2 separate regions of the Mus musculus genome follow, and region 1 is linked to region 2. Evidence: chromatin contacts called from public HiChIP or PLAC-seq data. All regions are on one chromosome and are shown on one strand. The core of a region is the stretch at or near the end of the contact, and the rest is flanking DNA. Distances in the headings are between cores, read along the strand shown. Region 1 has its middle 19 kb from the start of Cd9. Region 2 has its middle 4.5 kb from the start of Gm32673.

Region 1 (3,747 bases), core at 828-3,327, 87 kb before region 2:
TATAAATCAGGAAGCTCAGAAATTTGTGATTCGCAAGCTCAGAAGACTCACTGGTCTCTTCCCTCTGCCCCCTGCCCCGTCCCCCCACCTCCACCCCGCCCTGAGAGATGAACATGGAATGGTTTCTTTGGTCATTGTTGGTGCCCTATTTGAGGTGAACAGATGTTTGTTCAAACCTCCCTTAGGAGGGTAACCCAACAGTTGGGACAGGGAATTGTACCAGTGCCTCCCTCATTAGCCAAGCACAGGGACCCTCACTGGTCATCTTCCCATGGCCCTTTCACAACCCACCACCCTGGTACTCTCTGCTTCCACCGTATGCCTCCCATTCTCCACCCCTCCCTCCCTCTGCCAAGGTTTTCTCAGCTGGCACCTCCTCCATGCAGCCTTCTGCAAACCCTGCTGTCAGACTATCTCCTCTGCTCCCACAGCTGCCTCTGCAGGCCCCGGGAGAGCAGCCCAGGCCTTGTTCTCAGGCTCTCAGGCCTTTGCCTCCCTGTGCAGACTGTGAGCTCCCGGGGTCTGGAAATGAGCCTATCACTGACCCTAGTGTCTATTCTGCCTTTCCTGTCCCCATCCTCTTGCGGGTTCTGCCTCAGATGACACGGAAGCCTTTTTCCTTTATTACTAGAACCAGGGCCATGTTTGTGTTCAGTGGCCCTAAGGGAAAGGCTTTACCTCTGTCTCTTGTAGCTCCTGCCCTACAAAGGCAGACCCAGCCAGACTTTCTGTTTTCACCTCAGTCTAGAGAGGCCACAGGCTCTGTATTGCCTAGCTGTCACCATGACTATCCCTGCTTATTCTAAGCAACAAGCATTCTGTCAAAGCAACTCTGATAGAGATCAGAGGAAAGTGCCTCACTCCTCACTCCCTCCTATACATATGCATTTTTACAAATTCATATCAAGGTGGGGCTGGGGGAGCACCCAGGCCCGAGGATAGGGCATTGAACAAGCTTTGAAGATCCCTGGCTTTCAAGTCATCTCCACTCTGACAGCAGGGAAGAGAGAAAGCAAGGAGGCAGGACTGGCTAAGAACCGGGAAGGGTGGAACAGCCTCGGAGAGCCCTTAGAAGCCAGCTTGTCCTCGATTCTCCAGAAACCAGGGGGCTGGAGAGGGGTGCCAGCCAGCCACAGAGAGGCATTGTGTCTTTCTGGGGCTATGGTAACAAAGCACCACAGACTAGGTTGTTTAAAGAGAATTGTACTGTCTCCAGACTCTGGAGCCAAAGTCAGAGATCAAAGTGTGGGCAGGTAGGTATGGGCAGAGTGGTGTGGGCCGAATTGAACCCTCCTGTGGGCTCTGAGCGAGATGGGCCAGGCTCTTCTTTCCTAGCTGCTGATTCTTTCTTTGCTGGCAATCTCTGTGGTCCAGTCGATGAAAAGTCTCCAAACTCGTGAACCATCTCCGCGTATCTTTGTTGCCTCCTTATTTCCACTTTAGTAGGTTTATTAGCATTGTCGAACATACATAGCAGACTCAGGGTGTGGTGGAAACTCAGGCAAGAAGATCCTGCGTTTAGGCCTAGCTAGGGCTACATTTTGATACCATCTCAATAACAAAGTAAAGTAAAATACAAGGGAGATGGTGTCTGAGCAGCAGCATCTAGCACTCTGCTTCTGGTGTGTAGATACAATGTAACAGTCCATCACTTCTGCCACTAGTACTCTCCCTCCCATCCCTCTGCCCCAACCCCCCCCCCCATGAAGGACTGCAACCTTAAAAGAGAAAAGAAAAATTAAATTGACTCTTAGAAACCATTTTAACCATTTTTAACTCTACAGCAAAGCAACATTAAGGTTCACTACCGGGCTCCAGAATTTTTAGTCTGTCCCACCCTGAAACTCCATATCTGTGCATGAAACCTTGGCTTCTTGTTCTCCCATGTAATCTCCAGTCTCTAGTAACCACTGTTATTGCCTATCATTTGACTCTCTTCTAGGTCCCACTTAACTGGAATTGTCCAGTGCGTGTTCTTCTGTGGCGGGCTGGCACTCTTTTCTAGGCAAGTTCAATGTTTGTATAGGACAATAATCACATGAGACTAAAGCCCCACCCACTCCAGTGTGACCTCGCCTTAACAACCGGCTGCATCTGCACCAACATGATTTCCAACTGAGCCGGGCTTAGGTCCCTAATTATGAATACAGGGGACACAGCTCAACTTCCTAACAGCCTCACTTGTAGACAACATAAGGAAGGCTATATGAGTATGTTTTGTGTTGTTGACCATTAACACTACTACCTCCAAACTGACCCCTCTAGCAGGGGTTATTTCCTGACATTTTTTTCCAGCCCAGCTAACTCACTGCTCAGGAAGGGAAGGAGAGGAATTACTGGCAGATGGCCCAGAGCATTCTCTAAGTGAGCTCCGAGTCCCAGCCCTGAGACTTCAGTATGACCTGCCTGACTAACAGGCAGCCACTCTGTCCTCTAAGGGACACCAAGTACCAATCCACCCACCTACCAGGGCATAAGCTGCCTGGACCAGGAGGCTTCCTCTGCCCACTAAATACCATTTCCTATGTTCCACAAATAAAAATGAACACTGTGGTATTGGCCTGCTTCTAGCTAGGCCCTGGAGAAAAGGTCCAGCCTTTGCCCTGGGAAGTTTTGATGGAGGTAAAAGGAAAAATAAAATAAAAATGAAATCTACTCTGTAGATGGCAGTTGTGGGATCAAATCAGAAGGAAATGCATTGGAAGCTCTGGGCTGAGCAGAAAACCACAGAAAGGAAGGAACCAGCCATGCAGATACTGGGAGAGAAAGATCCTAACTGGGGCCATAGCACTCACTGTGGAAATAGAGTTCAGAGTGTGTTGGGGAAGGGGGACAGTGTACCAAACAAATAAATGATAACACCACAGACCCTAAGGAGGCTGGGTATCACCCTGAGAAATGGAGACCCAAGGAAGAATGAAGGGCCTGCCTAGCATGCTTCACGCCCTGGGCTCAGACGAATGAGAATGGAAAGCCTCTTGCCTCGAGAAAGCTTAATCCAGGACCAGTCCCCAGGAAGCAGTCTGCTGACTGACCGTGAAATCCAAGCTAACCAACCATACCTGGGCAAAGAAAGCGCTTTGCTGCCCAAGAGTGAGGATCTGAGTTCTGGTCTCAAGAACCCGCCTGAAGGATGGTAGCAAGCATCTCTGATCCCAGAACCCCTACAGTGAGCGGGACATAGAGAAGGTGATGCTCTGAAGGTTTGCAGGAGAGCCAGCCTGGCTTACAAGTCACCAGACAACAGAGGACCCTGTCTCAAGTATGGTAGATAAAAGGACCTATGAGGCCGTTCTCCGATGTCTCCGTGTCCACCATGGTATAAGCACCTGCTCACTCTCTTGTTCTCGCTCTCTCATTAAAAAAAAGAGAACAGAGTTGGCTTAGAGAAAGGTTAAGTGTGAAGAAATACATAGCTCTCGGCTTTCAGAACCATTTTCTCTACCAGGATTAGATTTAACATTTTCTATCCAAAGTGGGGCAAAGTTCATTGTTTGACTTTTCCTCTTTAATTTTAAGTTGAAAAGGAAACTGCAGTTATCTTTGGGTGAACCGCTTTGCCTCAGAAAACTGGCTATCTTGGGTTAACTCCATGCCATACATAGACAAGACAGAAGGCATGTTGTGTGTATGTGGGGGGAGTCTGAGCTCACATCTCCAAGGAACTGGACTCAAAGACCAAGAGTAAGCATGTCTCCCTCTTTCTACCTCTCCTTGTACCCTTTGGGCTGGTATTCCTGGGGCAGT
Region 2 (3,435 bases), core at 267-2,766:
CTCCTCCACCCCTCCTCATCTCCTCCTCCTCCTCCTCCCCTTCCCCTCCCCCCTTCCCCCCCTCCAAACAAAGTCTCATGTATCCTGGGTGGACTTTCAGCTCAGCACATAGCTGAGAAGAGTCCTGAACTCCTGATGTTGTGGGGTATCCACCAGAGAAGACTGCCTGGGCATGGGTTTAAGCCAATAGAATCTTCATTAGCTGGCACATGGCTACACAGGCATTCAGGATCCCATAGTGTAGCCCCAAGTCTCTGTCGGGGTGAGCTTTTAAGCACACACACACACACACACACACACACACACACACACACACACACACTTGTCCTGGGTTGACACACTTCAGTTAGCAAGAACAGTTAGCCAGAAGCAGAACTACAGCCACCCAAAAGCCGGGTGAGCACATTTAGAGACGTTCCCATGACTATGGACTTTGATGGATTAGGTCTTTGTTTACGGTTTTGGCAGGTGATGCTGTCTACGTGCTGAGTGAATGGCTCTTCCAATATGGAGTCAGTTATGCTACAGTCTGGAGCCTGTTACACTGGCCCTCCTGATTCTACCACCCAATTGCTTGGTTTACAGACAGACATCACACCCACTCAAAAGTTACTCTCTGAGCTCAGACTTCCTCAGCTACCATATGGGAACAATAATAGTACGTATGCCCCAGTGTCCTGTGAAAACTGTCTGAGATAATTAATTCCTGTAGAGCCACTGGGACAACAGCTAGTTTACAGGAGGTGCCCTGTAAAGTACATGTGTATACATGCACAGAGATCTATATGATTCATGTATTTTAATTATAACTTTCTATCTAAAAGTATACATATATAATAATATGGACATTACTATATATATACAATGTTAGGTGTTCTGTGCTAGACATTACTTCCAAGTTCCTCTTGAGTGGGAGGCCGATAGCTCCTGGGCATCTGGGAGTTACCTCTTCCCAGGGATGGTGACTCATTGGGAGGCCCTCCCAGAATCAACCAAATCTTCCAATTTACCATCCACACTGGCTGAGCTAGTCTCAAGCCCTGTTCTAAATCTGTAGCTAGAAGCCAAGGGAAAGGGCTAGGGGCATGGGAGCGCGGGGGTGGGGGTGGGGGGGTGGGGGTGGGGGTGGGGTGTCTGTTCTTTCTGACTTTAAGCAGAGGGAGAACACTCTTGGGGATCCAGAGGAACTGGCCAGGCTCCATGGCTCCCCAAGTGGAGAATAGTGGCAAATTTTCCTCCGTGATGTCCCTCCTGCTGCCCAGTCCTAGCACATCCCATGCCAGCCCCGGGGCCCTGAAGCCCTGGAACTTGGGCAGGGAAGCAATCCCTGGCCCTGTGGAGAGAGGGGTCACACGCCCGCGGGAAGCCCACCACTCCAGAGGGCTGGCCATATTGCCCCCAGGCAGCAAGGAAGGCCTGAGCTCCTGCAGAGCTGCAGGTCCATACCAGAGGGTGACTCGGGCGGGAGCCCGCGGGCAGGGCGCGGCCGAGCGGGCAGCAGGACCCAATGGACGCCGGAAGCCTCGGAGGCTGACTCATCCTCCTGCCTCCGACAGTCACCGCAGCTTCCACGGCCACACAGAGCGCCCCAAAGGGGATGCGCCCCCTGGAGGCCACATCAGAAAGCGCAACCTGGGACCCTGGTTCCAAGTTAGATCTCTATTTAGATAAATTTGAGGTTCAAAGGAAGGAGGCAAGCACAAACACTTCCTTATCAGTTGGTTTTCATCTCTTTCGAGCCCTCTGTGGAGGCGTGACACCAAATATGAGCATGTGAGCACCTAGTAGGCTCACAATTCGGGCGCAAGTGGATTGCTGGCCTGGTCCCAACCTAATGCAGCCTAATTGTCACCCCTCAGACTCATTTCTCCTTTTGGTCTTAAGACAGCAGAGAATTCATTGACAAACCAGTGACACCCCCCCCCCCCAGCTGATGAAAATGGACAACGTTTACCCAATACCATTGTGCAGAGAGTTTGCATACGTTATTTAATGCCCTTAATCTCTAAAGGAAGTAGATATTATTACCCTGCCTGTTTTCAGGAACTAAATGAAGATTTAAGCGATGGCACTACCGCTATTTGTAGTTTGTTTCTTGGTTTATGGTGGATTTTTTTATGTTATTGTTGTTGTTATTTTTGAGACAGGGTTTCTCTGTGTGACAGCCCTGCTGAAATGGAACTTGCTTTGTAGACCAGGCTGGCCTTGAACTCACAGAGATCACAGTGCTGGGTAAAGGAGTGAGTCACCATGCCCAGTACACACTCAGTTGTGTAAGCAACACTTTCATTTAATTCCACAATAATGTGGAGTGTAGGGATCATTTCCCACGGACAGGTCAGCTAACAGGAAATGAAGGTTCGTTTCTCAAGGTCTTACAGCTCCAATTCTCAGATATAAATCCCTCATTTCTTTCCAACTCCGTGGTCCCCTCCATTCCATCCCACCTCGGCCCTCCCTTGAGGAATAAAAGTGACTCACTCAACCCCACCTGTAGGCTCCAGCAGCTATGAGTCACTAACCCACCCTTTGGGTAGCAGTGACATCCATAACAAACCTAAGCACCTCCCACTTCCCTAGCCCCACCCCCTCCACCCACCCCACTGGCCCCTAGGAAGCGAGAGGCTGGTGAGTGGTTTCTGGTTTCCCACACACTGTCTTTTCAGTGCCCAGGAGGGTGACTGTCTTGAGATTCAATGACCGGTTTGAGCTCCTGTACACGCAAGGAGCCCAGATGTCCTAAACAACCGTCGTAGGCATAGCGGGGAAACCTATGATCGCACCACCACAGAGTAGCCTGAGGCAGGATTGCAGATGCTAAAGCAGCATAAACTACACAGCAAAGAGCCTGGATTACTGAGCTTGCCTGCAGGAGAAAAGAGCTTCAAACCTGATGCGACCGCCCCATGCCGCATCTCTGGGGCGAGAGAGGACTTCAGGAAGGGGTCTGTTAGCGTTCTGTCTAAGCTCCGCCCCACAGTTACCTGTCAATAGCCAGGTAGGCCTGACCCACTGCTTGCCCCTTTCTCCCTCCTTGTTCCTCTCTTGCTACCTTGTTCTTCCCTTCCCCATCTCTCCATGTGCTCATGGCCAGCCTCTACTCTTCTATTCTCCCTCTCTCTGCCTTTCTCTGCCTCTACTACCCTCTTAACTCCCCTCCCCATACCCTGAATAAACTCTATTCTATACTATACCTTTGTGTGGCTGGTCCCTCGGGGAAGGGGATGCCTCAGCATGGGCCCGCGGAGGAACCTCCTTCCCCCCCCCATACCTCACCACGCCCCCATAGAATATATACCCCCTCTTTTTTGTTTTGTTTTGTTTTTCGAGACAGGGTTTCTCTGTATAGCCCTGGCTGCCCTGGAACTCACTCTGTAGACCAGGCTGGCCTCGAACTCAGAAATCCGCCTGCCTCTGCCTCCCGAGTGCTAGGAT

What was found. HiChIP or PLAC-seq counts read pairs in DNA pulled down with a chosen protein or histone mark.
Region 1: an H3K27ac HiChIP or PLAC-seq map of the HPC-7 cell line shows a contact between it and region 2, with 7 times the contacts expected there. The contact joins two enhancer-like sites. A contact is called at or near these places in 3 of 15 datasets of contacts at CTCF or cohesin (CD8 T cells, the NIH/3T3 cell line and embryonic stem cells), 43 of 484 Hi-C or Micro-C datasets (B cells, CD4 single positive thymocytes, CD8 T cells and 24 more), 27 of 115 datasets of contacts at active chromatin or transcription factors (CD4 T cells, CD8 T cells, DN3 thymocytes and 12 more) and 1 of 9 other capture datasets (embryonic stem cells).

What each region holds. Positions count from the first base shown.
Region 1 is chr6:125,511,726-125,515,472 of GRCm38.p6, reverse strand. No RefSeq gene overlaps it. Among named protein-coding and RNA genes, the nearest start is that of Cd9, 19 kb to the right of the region's middle. Within about 2 kb of position 2,077, at least 54 of the 459 cell types and tissues checked have an H3K27ac peak or open chromatin away from gene starts, as enhancers often do. A contact at or near this core is called in the HPC-7 cell line, heart atrium and neural progenitor cells, where this site is marked.
Region 2 is chr6:125,424,677-125,428,111 of GRCm38.p6, reverse strand. No RefSeq gene overlaps it. Among named protein-coding and RNA genes, the nearest start is that of Gm32673, 4.5 kb to the left of the region's middle. Within about 2 kb of position 1,516, at least 357 of the 459 cell types and tissues checked have an H3K27ac peak or open chromatin away from gene starts, as enhancers often do. A contact at or near this core is called in the HPC-7 cell line, heart atrium and neural progenitor cells, where this site is marked.